Regions from separate parts of the Mus musculus genome. Here region 2 is linked to region 1. Evidence: chromatin contacts called from public Micro-C data. All regions are on one chromosome and are shown on one strand. The core of a region is the stretch at or near the end of the contact, and the rest is flanking DNA. Distances in the headings are between cores, read along the strand shown.

Evidence for each region. Hi-C and Micro-C count contacts between places; a contact is called where the count stands out from the background.
Region 2: a Micro-C map of embryonic stem cells shows a contact between it and region 1, with 4 times the contacts expected there. The contact joins the promoter of C1qa here to the enhancer-like site in region 1. A contact is called at or near these places in 1 of 39 promoter capture datasets (HPC-7-derived erythroid cells), 1 of 484 Hi-C or Micro-C datasets (embryonic stem cells) and 2 of 9 other capture datasets (adipose tissue and liver).

Annotation. Positions count from the first base shown.
Region 1 is chr4:136,754,253-136,756,952 of GRCm38.p6, forward strand. The region is part of intron 3 of Ephb2 (Eph receptor B2); the gene reads right to left. Among named protein-coding and RNA genes, the nearest start is that of Gm52708, 44 kb to the right of the region's middle. RefSeq lists an enhancer at 70-2,700. Within about 2 kb of position 1,374, at least 123 of the 459 cell types and tissues checked have an H3K27ac peak or open chromatin away from gene starts, as enhancers often do. A contact at or near this core is called in embryonic stem cells, where this site is marked.
Region 2 is chr4:136,897,531-136,900,230 of GRCm38.p6, forward strand. C1qa (complement component 1, q subcomponent, alpha polypeptide) reads right to left here and starts at 1,314. Exons shown (of 3, transcript NM_007572.2): 1 at 1,216-1,314; 2 at 145-314. The coding sequence starts at 307.

The DNA.
Region 1 (2,700 bases), core at 124-2,623:
ATCCCAACACCCAAGGCTTGTTGAAGGCCAGGCAGCATGCTAGGACACGGCCGTCTCTGCAACCACATTGTGGCTTCCTACCCACTGTCCCACCCCTTGGTGACTCTTATTTCTCTAGTAAGACCCTGGGTGTTCAAAGGCTGCCAACTCAGCCATACCCTGTGGGTGGCCACAGCTGTGCAGCCTGCTGGGGCGACGGGCTGGGTGAGCCCTGCCCAACCTTGGCAGCTGTGGAATGAGCATAGGGGGGCACGCACCCACCCCTAGATGCCCCACACCTGCCCTGTCTCCCAAGCCTTGAATACCCAGGCTATTTCTGCCTGTCCACTGCGTCTCGGCTGGGATACTCTTTCCTCCAAGAAGATCTCTGGGCTGATCATGTTGGATTCGGCCCCATCTCTACCTCCTAGACAGTCCTGTGGGTCCTCCTTGTCTTCAATCTCCCTCAAGAAACCCTGTCTTCCCTTCACTGGGTCTCTTTGTCTCCCCCCACCATGAATCCCTGGAGGTAGGGGCCAGGTTGGATTGGTACATCCCCAATAGCCTGGCACACTGTAGGGTGTTTGCTGGACCCTAGACTGAGCATTCCGCCAGATAGATCCCCCCCCACCCCCCGGCTGCTTGCTTTGAGGATCACATCAACTTATTAGGACTGGCCTCTGGGATATCCAGGGAATTGTGGATGAGTCTAGGGATACAGGGGTAGGGACTAGGGAGAGGAATGAAAAAGGCTGGCTCAGCAAGGAGCTGCCCTTGTATCCTTGAGGCAGATCTTTCTCATCTGGAAGCCTAGGTTTTCTCAGTTGTGGGCCTGGATGAGACAACTTTCTACCCAGGTGTCTGGGGGAAGGGCCTGGAGTTTGGTTTGGGCTTCTGGTTGTACTAAGGCAGAAGCAGAAGTGTCAAGAAGTCTATCAGCCCTCCCATGACTCGCCCTTCTGAGCCATACGCAAAGTGCTTTGCAAATGAAAATTCAAGATGTAACCAGTCAATGCTCCCAAGCCCGTCTTGAGCAGGAATTTTGCTTTCCCCTTTGCCTCCACCATACAGTGAACAGCCCTCAACACGCCAGCCGGCTCCACTACCCAAGCTTCAAATCAGCAAGCAAATAAACCTAACTAACTCCAGCCGGCCTCCCGAAGTGCCCCCTGCAGGAGGTGGCCCATTCCCCTCCAAGGCTAGTCTGTCTCCAGCCCCTTCCTTCCTCTTCCCCAAGCAGGACTCAACCGCCCCCCCAAGCTGCCCCCCTCTTCTCTTCTCCATTGGGACGTGACATTCACCAGCGTCACTCCTGGTCTCATCTGCGGAGCGCCCCACCCCCGGCAGCTAATCCCCACAAAGCCCCGCGTTGGGCCCAGCATGACAAGCAGGCCCCAGCCGCCCGCGGCTCGGCCGAGCGTGCTCGCAGGGGCCGAGGCGGGATTCGGCGCGGCTGTCACTCTCGCCTTCCGCGCCTCTAATTGGATTCGCAACACGCAGAGGTCAGCAGAAACGCTATGGAGAGGAGAATCAAAGGGAAGGGGCGTCCGGATATAAAGAGAGGCATTCTTCCCGGGCCACAAAGACGGCAGCCCGCGGGGGCGGAGGGGACCCCCGAGAGGGGCTGCCCATCTGGAGGGGGAAGGGGAAGGAAAGCGCAAGGGCCGGCTTCTCCTACACCTCCCATGACTTGTTTGGGTCTTGGGCTTGGTCACCATCCTCTCCGCTGAATGGAGTCTGGATGGCATTCGGGTCCTGCTGCAGGGGATGTGGATTTTTTGAAGATGGATTTGGGGAAGCTCGGGAATCAGCCACATGGGCTCCTGGCTTTCCACCTGCTCCCTGGGAGATGCAGCGGGTCCTCCCAGGGCTGTAGGCCTTAGTCTTCTCTTCCGTGGAATAGGACACCACCAGCTGCTCTTGCCTGGTGGTGTGGAGCAAAGGGCCCTCGGCAGGGGCAATTCATGCATCCCGCCCTTCTCAACACGCCCATGCCTGTACAGAATCTCTCAATACCGAAAGCAAAAGGATTTTATTCATTCCACTACGGCCGAACCATCCCTGGCCTGGGCAGAGACGACTATACCCCCGTGCCTTTTTATCTCACAGGGACCCGGAGGGTCAGTAAGGAACTAGAAAAGGTTTGAGTCTGGACTGGAACCTGTGTGCTCTCCTGTATGGGCTCTGTGTATATGCTCTCGAGTGCAAGCACACACATATTCTCTCTCTCTCTCTCTCTCTCTCTCTCTCTCTCTCTCTCTCTCTCTCTCTCTCTCTCTCTCTCTCACACACACACACACACACACACACACACACAGAGTGCCAGTAGGGGCTGTAGGCAGCCTGGGACCAGCCTTGCTGCAAAGCAGGCCTTGTTTGCTTTAAGAATGTTGGCTGTACTGACTCTGGCTCATGAAAGAGACAAGAGGAGGAACTCAAAGGGAATTTCTAAGCGACAGAAAAATCGATGGCCCTGACATCCTGGCCCCTGAAAGAGTCTCTATCTCACACACATGCATGTGCATGCTACCTCAGTCAGTGAGCGCACACATACTCACAAATACCTATTTTCAAGTGCGTGTATATTATGTCTGGCTTGATACAATATACACACGGACCCAGGAATAAATAAAGATCTTGTCGGTGGGTGTGCATCTGTGCAGACACCTCCCTGTGCCTGTGTGGCAGCACCACACACAAGGACCCTGACAGCATCCCATA
Region 2 (2,700 bases), core at 64-2,563, 140 kb after region 1:
GAAGGCTAGGCCTTCAGGTTCCGGGGTGAACCGCTCACTGTAGTGACTTCCTGGAACTCAAATGCACCATCGCTTCTCAGGACCCCTAAACCATTGCCTCCAGGATGGTGCGGGACCAGCACCCCAGCCGGAGAGAACGCTTACCTGGCTCCCCTCTCTCTCCTTTGAGACCCGGCCTCCCCGGGCGGCCAGGATTTCCTGGAGCCCCATCCTTCCCGTTGGGTGCTCGGCAGACATCTTCAGCCACTGTCCATACTAGGGTCATGGTCAGCACACAGGCCACCAGCCATCCCTGAGAGGTCTCCATGGTGTCCCTACAGAGACACACAGGGACACTGGGTATGCTGGACACTTGGGATCACATGTCTGTCCCATGATGACATGTTACCATGTTCTACACGCAAGGTTATGTGACCCAGTCTAGGGCCATTCATATCCTCAATGCCTGTCTGGATCACAGGTCCCCGATACTAGCACTAACAATGACTTTGACCCTAACCCCTAGCCCTAGCTAGAACCCTGACCCTTCTTACTCTGCCCTTAACCCTAGCACCCACCCCCTACCCTAATCCTAACCTATAGGCCCTAGCTCTAGGCTTAATCCTGACCCTGACCCTGACCCTGACCTTGACCCTGACCTGACCCTAGCCCTAGCCCCAGCCCTAAACCCCACACTACCTTTTGCTCTGCACCTGTCCAGCATTTGCTCCTATATCCACACAGACCTCCCCGCTCTCTGGACACGCAGGCTCACACACTCCCACGGATGATGGATCTCATTGAACAAATATTTACCAAGTGTCAGCACTGTTTTAATTACAATCTCCGGCCCAGATGGTGAGCTATGCACACTCACAGGCTTTCACAAACATCTGCCTACTCTCCCGCAGCCTCAGCCCCTTTCCACATCCACATGAGGGCTGACTGTCCCTGCAAAGCCCTCTGCTGCTGGGCGCTGACTCCCCCGAGCGCTTTCTGGCTTTCTGTGTTTCTGAGGCATGGAGCATGGTTCTGAGCTACTAGCTCTCACGGTTCCCCAAAGCTCTGGCCAGAGGAGAGGGTCCTTCCACCTGCCTGCTCTGTGTCAGTGTCCCCAGCCTATCCACCCTTGCACTGAACTAGCTTGCAGCAATATTCTTCCCTCTCGCCTCAGTTCTCCAGAGTGGTCCCCCAAGGTTGGTTTCCCAGCCCCCTCTCCCTCAGGCTTGGTCTCACCTGCCTCCGTGGTCCGATCAAACTGGATGCTCCAGCCCTTTGCTGATGGTGGGACACCCGTCAGCAAAGGCGTGTCACCAGGACACTGCCAAGTTTCATATCCTTTCCGACTTCCCCTTCTTGGAATCTACCCCCTGAACTTCCCCAGGGCCAGACACCACACACGGAAATTTTAAGCGGACCTCAGCACGTTTGGGACAGGGGATGTCCTGCCCAGCCACAGTTGTGGGGAGGACTCTGAAGATGGGGGTTGGGGTTCTTCAGGATCCAGAAAAGCACAGAATATCAGGGCAGAAGGACTCTGTCTTCAAACTTGTACCCTGGGGCTTTTTTCATGATTGGGAAAGACACAAGAGCTTAGGGCCAAGTGCTTATAAAATTCAAAGAAGGGACAGGCCACCTGGAACAGAGAGAACAGACCACTGGGAGGCTGAAGGCACATAGCAATGGGTTTCAAGGCTCGATACTCCCTAACAGCCTGTCTTTGGGAAGCTCCAACATCTCTTCGCTCTTGGTTTCTTCCTTACCTTTTTTTTGTTGTTTTTAAAACGATCTATTTATTATGCATACAGCATTCTGCTTGCATATATGCCCACAGGCCAGAAGAGGGCGACAGATCTCATTACAGATGTTTGTGAGCCGCCAGGTGGTTGCTGGGAATTGAACTCAGGACCTCTCGAAAAGCAGCCAGTGCTCTTAACTTCTGAGCCATCTCTTGCTTTCCCCCCCCTTTTTTTCTTTTTCCTTTCATTCTTTCTTTCTTTCTCTTTTCGAGACAGGGTTTCTCTGTGTAGCCCTGGCTGTCCTGGAGCCCACTCTGCAGACCAGGCTGGTCTCGAACTTAGAGATCCACCTGTCTCTGCCTGGGGTTAAAGGCGTACGCCACCACCATCCAGCCTCACTCTTAGATTCTTTATCTGTAACCTGGGATCAAATTCTATCTCAGAAGGTTGTTGTGAAAGTTTAATGTCAGGCAGCTGCAGAACACGGGGCACCTGATAACCACTTATTCACCAAATGTCATCAATATTAAAAAATAGTTTATTTATTGTTTCTCTTTGTATATGCATGTTAGGGTGGGTTTGTGTGCTACGGTGGAGCACGTGTGGAGGTCAGAGGTCAACTTTGAGGAATTGGTTCTCTCCTACCATGGGATCTGAGCTCACATTCTCAGGTTGGTGAAGGGAACACTTTCACTCACTGACCCCAACATCTTTTCCTGAGACAGGTTCTTATATATCCAGGGTTGGCCTGGACATCCTGACCCTCCTGCTTCTACCACCTGAGAGCTGGGATTGAAGGTGTGCTTCCATTATGCTTGCTTTATTCAGAGCTGGCCATTGAACCCAGGGCTTCATAAATCCTAGCCAAGTGTTTGTTGTGGATAGCCCTGGGGCTAATTCTATTTGATGTTAATTCTGTTCTCCTGTGAGTGGCTGTGAACTAGGAATGAGTCAGCACTCAGGTGATTTCCTGTACACCTTC